Regions from separate parts of the Zea mays genome. Here all the other regions are linked to region 2. Evidence: chromatin contacts called from public Hi-C data. All regions are on one chromosome and are shown on one strand. Each heading gives the region's core, a stretch centred on a gene start, on an enhancer-like site or on the middle of the called end of the contact. The rest is flanking DNA. Distances are from core to core; before and after follow the strand shown. Region 1 holds the start of LOC100277330. Region 2 holds the start of LOC100194159. Region 3 holds the start of LOC103646322 (protein THYLAKOID ASSEMBLY 8, chloroplastic).

Region 1 (2,815 bases), core at 302-2,801, 180 kb before region 2:
TTTGCTGGTGGTCCATGAGGAGGCTTCGATTGACATGAAGGGGGTAGGAGCAGAGCAGTAGAGTGGTCTCGGTGTCAGTGGCGCTCATGTGTAAATAAATAAATAAAATAAATAGGCCCACCCAGGGTGTTTGATGGAGCTGCCGAGATCCCTGTGTTCCCTGGATCCTCAATTAAGATCAGCAATGCAGCATGCTCTCATAAATACTAAAGCAGCCGTCTGAAAACGGATAGCAGAAACTAATGTAATGTTGCAGCAGCAGCAGCAGCATACTACTGTATGTTGCAGGCACTCTTCATTCTCCAGCTATGCAAGGGGTGTTTGGTTACCCCAAACTAAAATGTAGCCCCTGTCATATCGAATGTTTGAACTTCCGTTCCGGGTATTAAATGTAGTCGGATTATAAAACTAATTTGTCAGCCGAAGATTAAAAGACGAGACGAATCTAGTCCAGTTGGTTGGGTCTATATTTCATACTCCTGTTTAAAAGTCAAACGCTTGATGTGACCCGGACTAAACTTTAGCAGAGGCAACCAAACACCCTAGTAATGTATTCAGTCTGGTGCACGCCATATGCTGCAGCCAATTACCCAGGCCCAGCAGATCATTATTCCTGACCATACCAGAGCAACAAATTTGCAGATTGCAGGCACATTTCACCACAAATTTGCTATGCTCATCAGTCATCACGGTTTCTGCAACAATGTCAGACAATGGCTTCTTTTTTCTTTTTCCTTTACATCAAGAGCAAAAGAAGCATCAGACAATGGCTTCTGGAGGTGAAACCCAACTTTTAATAGAAGGGAAAGCTCAAGAAGCTGTCTTAGTCAGCACCGATTACACTGGGGTTACTGCTTCTTTTTTTTACATCAAGAGCAAAACAAGCATCAGACACCACGCCTCAGATACGGCTGGTCCTGCCCCAGAAGTACTCCTTCACGAAGGCCACGACGATCACGACGTTGGGCACGGTGGTGAGCACCACTCCCACCACGGCCACCGGCGGCCGCACCGTCAGCGGGCCCCTCCGCTCCCGCCGCCGGCGCGCGTAGGCCCTGAGCTCGGAGTCGGCCCACCGCTCGGGCGCCGGCTCGATGGCCGCGGAGGGCACGACCGGCGGCGGGAGCTGGAAGGGGCACCGGGACCGCCAGGACGAGGGCGGGAGGCAGAGGCTCGCCGCGCGCGGGAGGAACACGGAGGCGAGAGCCCAGCGGAGGAGCGAGGCGCCGGGGCAGAGGAACGGCGGGTACGACGTGGTGGAGCCGAGGCCCCGCGGCGGGCACGGGACGCGGGAGGCGAGGAAGAGCTGCGACTGGAGCGACGGCGCGTGGGACGGGTGGGTCAGGACGTGGGTCAGGGCCTCAGTGCGCTGCGCCCATGTGGGAGTGGGGACGTGAGAGGCGGCCCGGCCTCGGGTACGGGCGTCGGCCTTCGCCATGTGGGAAGGGAAGGGGAGCGGAGGTGAGAGGCGGCGGCGGAGGCCGGAGCTAGGACCTGGAGGCTGGGGCGGTCGTGGAGCGGAGGTGACAGGATAAGGATGTTTGGAACGTCGCCAAATTTCTCCGTGTTCCTGCGTTTTTCTTGTCAAATTAAACTGGTTTTTGGATATTGTTCCGATAAATAAACATGCATGGCCACGAAACCAAAAAAACACGGAGTACTTACCCATCCAGTTTTTCTTGTCAAATTAAACTGGTTTTTCTATATATAAACTCCACTTTACGTAAACAATGCAAAACAATATTTTACACCCGTATATACACTCTTTTTAAAACAGTGTAAAAGCTAGTTTAGAAACCTAAATTCCTTTCAGAATTAAAGGAGATTATAGCATAGATGTCAACCATTGTTCTAAGATAATACTTCTTCCATTTCGTTTTAGTTGTCGCTGGATTGCACTATCCAGCGACAACTAAAACGAAACGGAGGGAGTATTATATATCCGAGAATAGAAAAAAATAGATATTAGGACCGGACCTAACATTAAACTGTTTAATTGCTTGTTCATAGTTTTATTGGTACGACTAATCAAATATAGATCCAATACGGTTAAAATGTAATTGTTATTTTTGGTAGAGCGGTGAAAACAAACGTTTCCCAAAAAAGATATATAAATAATGCCACTATACTTGTCGGGTACCATAATTAGGGGTACCCAACACTCATAAACACGGATGATAACCACCCTCAGCACAAACCGCAAAGACTTATGGGCACGGTTCAGGTCAAGGCCTCGTCTACCAAGGGACGCAATCTCGCCTCGCCCGAGCCCGGCCTTGGGCGGGAACAGTAGCCCCGGACGAATTCACGCCTCGCCCGAGGGCCTCCTCAGGCGGTGGGCGTACCCTCGACTCGCCCGAAGCCCAGCTCGGGCAGGCTTCGTTGTGAAGCAACTTTAGCCAAATCGTCTCACCAACCGACCGTATCGCATGCACATTTAATGCGGGAATCGCCTGACACCTTATCCTGACACGCGCGCCTCAGTCGGCAAGGTCGAAGTGACAGCAGTCACTTCGCCCTTTCACTGACCGACCTGACAGGAAAACAGCGCCGCTCGCCTCGCTCCGACTGCTGTGCCACCCACCGGGGTAAGACTGACAACAGCTGAGTTCAGTCTCAGGCGCAACAGAAAGCTCCGCCTCGCCCGACCTTAGGCCTCGGCCTCGCGAGGAGGTCTCCTCCTCGCCCGACCTTAGGCCTCGGCCTCGCGAGGAGGTCTCCGCCTCGCCCGACCCCAGGACTCGGCCTCAGCCTCGGCCTCGGGAGGAATCGCGTCCTCGCCCGACCACGACCTCGGCCTCAGGAGAAGTCTCCG
Region 2 (2,931 bases), core at 135-2,634:
TGCTATCGAAAATGAATCTAAGGAATAAGGGTAAAGAACACGTCAAACAACCCACCTGTCTTTTTGACATCAATCAACTAAGCATTGGAAGGGAGTGGTAAGTGCTGTGCCAGTCTGAATGTAAAGGTGGTTGCTTTAGCAAACAATGCGGGGGGGCATCTACTGCATCAGTACCAGTGTTAACTGGTAACAAACAGGGTGGTTCATTTGACAATCTAAAAAAAGCTGTATGCTCCCTCGAGGTCGAGGGCCTCCATGGTAGAATCAGTACTGACGAGCTCATCTCGCTTGCTTTTATTAGTGACTACTGGCGAGTCTGCTCGGTACGCTTGGTGTGAATGGGCTAGCTAGTGCTGCTTGAGAACAGTTCTGAAATCAGTTCAATCTTTCTCTTTTTTTTTCACGCAAAGTGGAAGGGAAAAGGTATTGATGAGCAAAGGCAAAATGGAAAAGCATCCAAGAATACGGAACGCAGCAAGGTAGTAGTACGTTTCAAGTGCCTGATGACAGACATCTTTTACGTCCAGGGAGCGGGTGGCATTTGTTTTTTTTTTTTTTGATCTATCTCACAGTGATGGAACGAACCCACATGGGTGTGGAGCAGACAAAGGGCATGTTTGGTTCCCTGCCTAACTTGTCACACTTTGCCTAACTTTTCTGCCTAAGGTTAGTTCTTCAATTTGAACGACTAACCTTAGACAAAGTGTGGCGTAGTTAGGCACAAACCAAACATGCCCAAAGTAATGCATGATTTGGCAATCATGGGTGGCTGTGGCTCTCTCTCTATCTCTGTTTACTGCAGTGCAGAGCCATCCATCGTGGAGAGAAAACTCTGGTTCATAGAGAAAAAGGGGTCGCAATTCCTGAGCTCTGTTGGGAGGGAAGGGATTCAGTTCAGTACAGCAATAGGCTGAAACATGCAAGGGATTCAATGCATGAGCCATGTTGTTGTTGTTGTTTTTTTTTTTTTTTTTTTTTGCTGCTGCATTGGTCCTGCTTTGACTAGCATACGTCAGATGATCAGAAAGACTGGACCGGGGACAGAAACGAGAAAGCTGTGAAGAAAAACAATAGTAATAACCAGGAGCTGGTCAACGTGGGCCAAAAAAATGTACTACCGTGTGGATCCACCAGTTTTTGTGATCAGACGAGGGGCCCAAGACAAAAGTTTACGGGAGAGAGAGAGAGGGAGAGGGAGATCGCGGACCGGAACGAACAAGATTGGCATTGGCAGTACTATTCGTTATCCTGCTGAAGCACATGGTTGGTTGCCTTGGGTCCAAGAAGCCAGAGAGACGGAGAGCCATTAAACAAATTCACGCTGTCACATGCGTGTAACGTGCACGCGCATGCATCCCAGCAAGCAATCTGTGTGGTGTGAGTGTCTGTCACCTACCCTACCCTGCTCGACAAGGCAATCTGAAAATGCTCTCCGCAATCTCCACCTCCGCAATCTCCACCTCCCTACTAGTAGTACTCTTCGGTGCAGTCCGCATCCCCACATCTGACCGACTCTCAAAGTTCACAGCTCCAATCCTGGTGCAAGCGCACAGTAGCGGAGCAAGATGCGGGGAGGAGACCGGCCATCGGCGTCGCTCCAGCTCCTCTCGCTGGGCCTCGTGCTCCTCTACTTCTTCACCTCAGGTGAGCTCGGCTCGACTCCATCTATCATTATGAGATAGATAGATAGATCATTGCGCTCAAGCAGAACCACCACGCCGTTCGTCTGAAAAGAATGGGCCACCATCTCTCTCTCTCTCTCTCGGGTGTTTTGCAGGCAGCACCGTTGGTCTCGTGGAGGGACAGGTACGGCCTTTGGCTCTTGACGCTCTATCTATCTATGTATGTATGCCCGCCAACTCGCAAATGAATGAATACTTAAGTACTGATCTGGTTGGACTTGGTTGCCAACGACGAGCTGCAGAAGACGTGGTGCATCGCGAAGCCGTCGGCGTCGAACGAGATCCTGGCGCAGAACCTGGACTACGCGTGCTCCCAGGTGAGCTGCGCCGTGATCCAGAAGGGCGGGCCGTGCTACTACCCGGACAGCCCCGTGTCCCGCGCCGCCGTCGCCATGAACCTCTACTACGCCTACAGCGGCAGGCACCCCTGGAACTGCTACTTCAACAACTCCGCGCTCGTCGTGCAGTCCGACCCAAGTAAGTACCCCCATTCATTCTCTCTAATAAGCTCTCAGATCCTTCGTCCGTCCATCTGTCTTCTCATCGAATGCCGCTTCCCTCTCGTTTCGCACAGGCTATGGCTCCTGCACATACTACTGAGGAGGAGTGTGAGGAGGAGTGGAGAGACGAGGAGAGGAGAGAGATCCATTCGTGCCTGGCGGTGGCGGCTCCACTGCATCTGTATGCAGAGTCTTGGTTTTCTAGTCTCGACTGCCAATTTACCAAATGCACATTGTTGTGTTGTGTTGTGTTGTGTAGCCGTGCTGCAGCTGACATTTCGCAGCGAACTCGTGGATACTCCGTTTCGCATTCATGTGCTTTGAAGTACATTGCAGCGGCGCTGCACAAATTTCCCCCCTTGTTTTTCTCGCCACTTGCGTTCAAACGTTGGAATCGATGGATCTGATCTGCCTGCGTGTGATTTGTTCATTCCAGCGGCCGTAGAAACAAAACAACACAAACGATCTACGATCCACTCTCATTCTCGTCTCGTACTCGTTCACCGTGACCTACCTAAACGCGTCGCCGCCAGAAAAACTAAAAGCAACCCCCAACCCACGCGGCGCGGCGCCGCCCGACACCACCGCTCCGGTCCCCGGCGACGGCACGATGCGGCGGCAGCCTTTCTCGCGGCACGCCGGCTTCTTCTCCTGCCTCCAGCGGGTGGGCCCCGAACCGTTTTCCCCTCCTCCTCTTCTCTTCTCTCATCGCAGACAAAGCCGCCGCCCTCCCTCGGCCCTGACGCCGG
Region 3 (2,852 bases), core at 206-2,705, 150 kb before region 2:
GGAATTAGGGCACCCGAGGAATTAACGATTTTACTAATTATAAGTTGCTAATCTACATATTCAGAGGCAATTGATCGACAGAATATGTCGAAGAATTTGCCTTGCAACCGACAGAATAGCCACCAAGGCCATTCCCATTAGCTTCGTGCGGGCTGCCGGTGAAGCGGCAAGTACTACACAAATAGCAGCGCGTACCTGGAGGGCCAGGAGGGCCTCGCCCTGCGCGGCGAGCTCGCGGAAGACGGCGACCATGTCTGCCTTGAGGAGGCGTCGCAGCTTGGGCTCCACCACGGCAGCGGCGGACGCGGCGGGGGCGCCGCGGAGCGCGGCGCGCTTGAGGGACTGGACAGCCTGGATGGCCTCGGTGCTGAGGTACCGCCCTCGCTGCGTCGGCTTCCGGTTCTTGCTGCGGTCCCGCATCGTGATGGTCGCGGCGGCCGCGCTCTTCCGGCGAGCGCCACAACGGGTAGGGGGTAAGCGGAATGGTGAGCAGGCGGGTAGAGAGAGCATCCCCGCCTGCCTCTGCTCGAATTGGATAGTGGCGTGGGACTGCAGCAGTTCTGGATAGGCTGACAGCATGACAGATTCAGAGTTCGTTTGTACTGCCGACTTGCGGTTCACATTCTAGCTTCATAAGAAAAAAAAAGGCAAGATACACGCCAGCCTTAGAACTTTACACCATCTTTCTCAGTATGCAACTTGTATAATTTGCAAGATCTCAAGCCATAGCACGAAAGGCAAACTTTACACCATACTGGATGCACTTAGTAACAAATTAGCATCATTTGACAGAAGCACAAAGTGCTGTTACCAACTATGCACAGATGGCCTCATTCCAGAACTATTTTTTCCCCCGATAACGTGCCCGTTGACCCTTGTTTCGTAAAGAGGAGTCACTCTAGACTATCTTATCTTCACCCCCCACGCCTCAAATACAAGCCAAGCAAACAAACTTTAATGTGAAGTTCAGTTCGCCTAAGCAAACTTTAACAAATTTGCAATGGATTCAGATATGAATTGATTTGACTAATCGCAATGAATTTGCAAGCTAGTCAAGCAAGCAGGTCGCCGATTGCCGTTGTGAACTGAAGAAGAAACCTGGCGTGGTGGAGTCGTGTGGTGTGTGCTGCAGGATGCTTCCTCTTATTGCATTAAACTAAACAACTATAAAACGAATAGTATATGTATGAACCTGAGCTTCAGGCATTGCCTGCGAGTACTAGAGGGCGATACCTGCTGAAGGCTGGACGCTGGTGGTGGCGAGCTGGAGTCTAGAGAAGCCGGTGTCGTGCTGCCTGCTGCTGCATGCCCGTGCTGCACTGCTGCGTGCCCGAGCTGGAGAAGGGTGCTGCTTCCTGCGTTCCCCGGTGACCGGCGCCCGTGCTGTACGGCGGCGGCGGTCAGTCTCGGGTGACGGACTGACGGGTGAGTGGAGACTGGAACCGGAGAATTGGGCGTCAGGCGTTGGCGTAGTGGGCTTAGACCATGTACAACAATTCTCTTAAGAGTATCTCTAATAATTATATAAATTTAGCATCCTAAATTATAGATTTTAAAAGTTGCTAAAACATTTTAAAAAGTAGAAAAATGTATGTGCTCCAACAGTTCCTTTTTTATTGATTGCTAATTTTAAAAGTGGTCTATGTCAACATAAAATAAGCGAGCATATTTTCTATTTTTAACTAAGCCGACGCTAGAAATTAATATCAACAACCTTCCGATGTCTTGAGAGATCGAAGTTATCGATGGAAGACCAGACGGTCACGGTGATGGCGTGAAGACATCACAGGATGTGTGAAAGGGAAATGTGCTCTTTGCCCATTTCTATAATGTTTTGGTGATTAAGTGTCCAACACATAGTGAGTGAGTTGTTATGTGCTAAACAAGCAAGAAGTGCAAATCATATAACAAGATATGTTTCTAGACTTAGTAAATTGGTTTTGAATACTAATGTATTTGTCTAAGTGTTAGAAACAGAGCTAAGAAGAAAAGAAACAAATTGGAAAAGATTTGGCTGAGTGCAGTCAAGCTTCAGCTCAGTCTGGCACATCGGACTGTCCGGTGGTGCACCGGACAGTGTCCGGTGCGCCAGGCCGGTCCGCGTGAACTCGTCGCTCTCGAGAATCAACGACGGCGTATGGTTATAATTCATCGGACTGTCCGGTGGTGCACCGGACTGTCCAGTGAGCCAACGGTCGGCCGCACATTCTTCGCGCGACACGTGGACTGCTCCAACGGTCGGTTGGTGCACCGGTCTGTCTGGTGTGCACCGGACAATGTCTGGTGTGCACCGGACAGTGTCCAGTGCGCCAATCAGCCCAGAGGAGCAACAGTCGGATGCGCCTGATTTGGAAGGCGATCACGCACCGGACAGCTACAGGGACTGTCCGATGGCACACCGGACTGTCCAGTGCGCCACTCGACAGAAGGCAAGGATGGCCTTCCAAGTTTGCCTCCAACAGCTCCTAGCTGCCTTAGGGCTATAAAAGGGACCCCTAGACGCATGGAGGAGTCACCCAAGCATTCACTAAGTATTCTAAGGCATTCAGACTCTGCTCCCGCGCATTCGCTTTGTTGTGTTAGAGAATTGAGCTCCATTCGAGTCGCGAACTCCCTGTGTTGTCATTTGAGCTTGAGTCTTCACTTGTGTGCGTAGGTGTGCGACGTATTTGAGTCTTGCGTGTGTTGTTTCTCCCAACCTTACTCTGTGCCTTCATTGTGATCCTTGTTGTAAGGGCGAGAGACTCCAAGTTGTGGAGATTCCTCGGAAACAGGAAAATACTCTAAGGAAAATATCGTGGTATTCAAGTTGATCATCAGATCACTTGAAAGGGGTTGAGTGCAACCCTCGT

Evidence for each region. A called contact is a pair of places that touch in the nucleus more often than the background predicts.
Region 1: a Hi-C map of ear shows a contact between it and region 2, with 5 times the contacts expected there. The contact joins the promoter of LOC100277330 here to the promoter of LOC100194159 in region 2. A contact is called at or near these places in 3 of 25 Hi-C or Micro-C datasets (bundle sheath, ear and tassel).
Region 3: a Hi-C map of leaf shows a contact between it and region 2, with 8 times the contacts expected there. The contact joins the promoter of LOC103646322 here to the promoter of LOC100194159 in region 2. A contact is called at or near these places in 5 of 25 Hi-C or Micro-C datasets (ear, leaf and tassel).

Annotation. Positions count from the first base shown.
Region 1 is chr2:39,896,125-39,898,939 of Zm-B73-REFERENCE-NAM-5.0, reverse strand. LOC100277330 reads right to left here and starts at 1,551. Exons shown (of 1, transcript NM_001150925.3): 1 at 740-1,551. The coding sequence starts at 1,438. The coding sequence ends at 902.
Region 2 is chr2:39,712,037-39,714,967 of Zm-B73-REFERENCE-NAM-5.0, reverse strand. LOC100194159 reads left to right here and starts at 1,384. Exons shown (of 3, transcript NM_001366995.1): 1 at 1,384-1,644; 2 at 1,778-1,806; 3 at 1,925-2,552. The coding sequence starts at 1,566. The coding sequence ends at 2,506. LOC100274944 reads left to right here and starts at 2,664. Exons shown (of 2, transcript NM_001322245.1): 1 at 2,664-2,846. The coding sequence starts at 2,793.
Region 3 is chr2:39,864,744-39,867,595 of Zm-B73-REFERENCE-NAM-5.0, reverse strand. It overlaps LOC103646322 (protein THYLAKOID ASSEMBLY 8, chloroplastic), which reads right to left and starts at 1,455. Exons shown (of 3, transcript XM_008671054.2): 1 at 1,234-1,455; 2 at 196-569. The coding sequence starts at 510.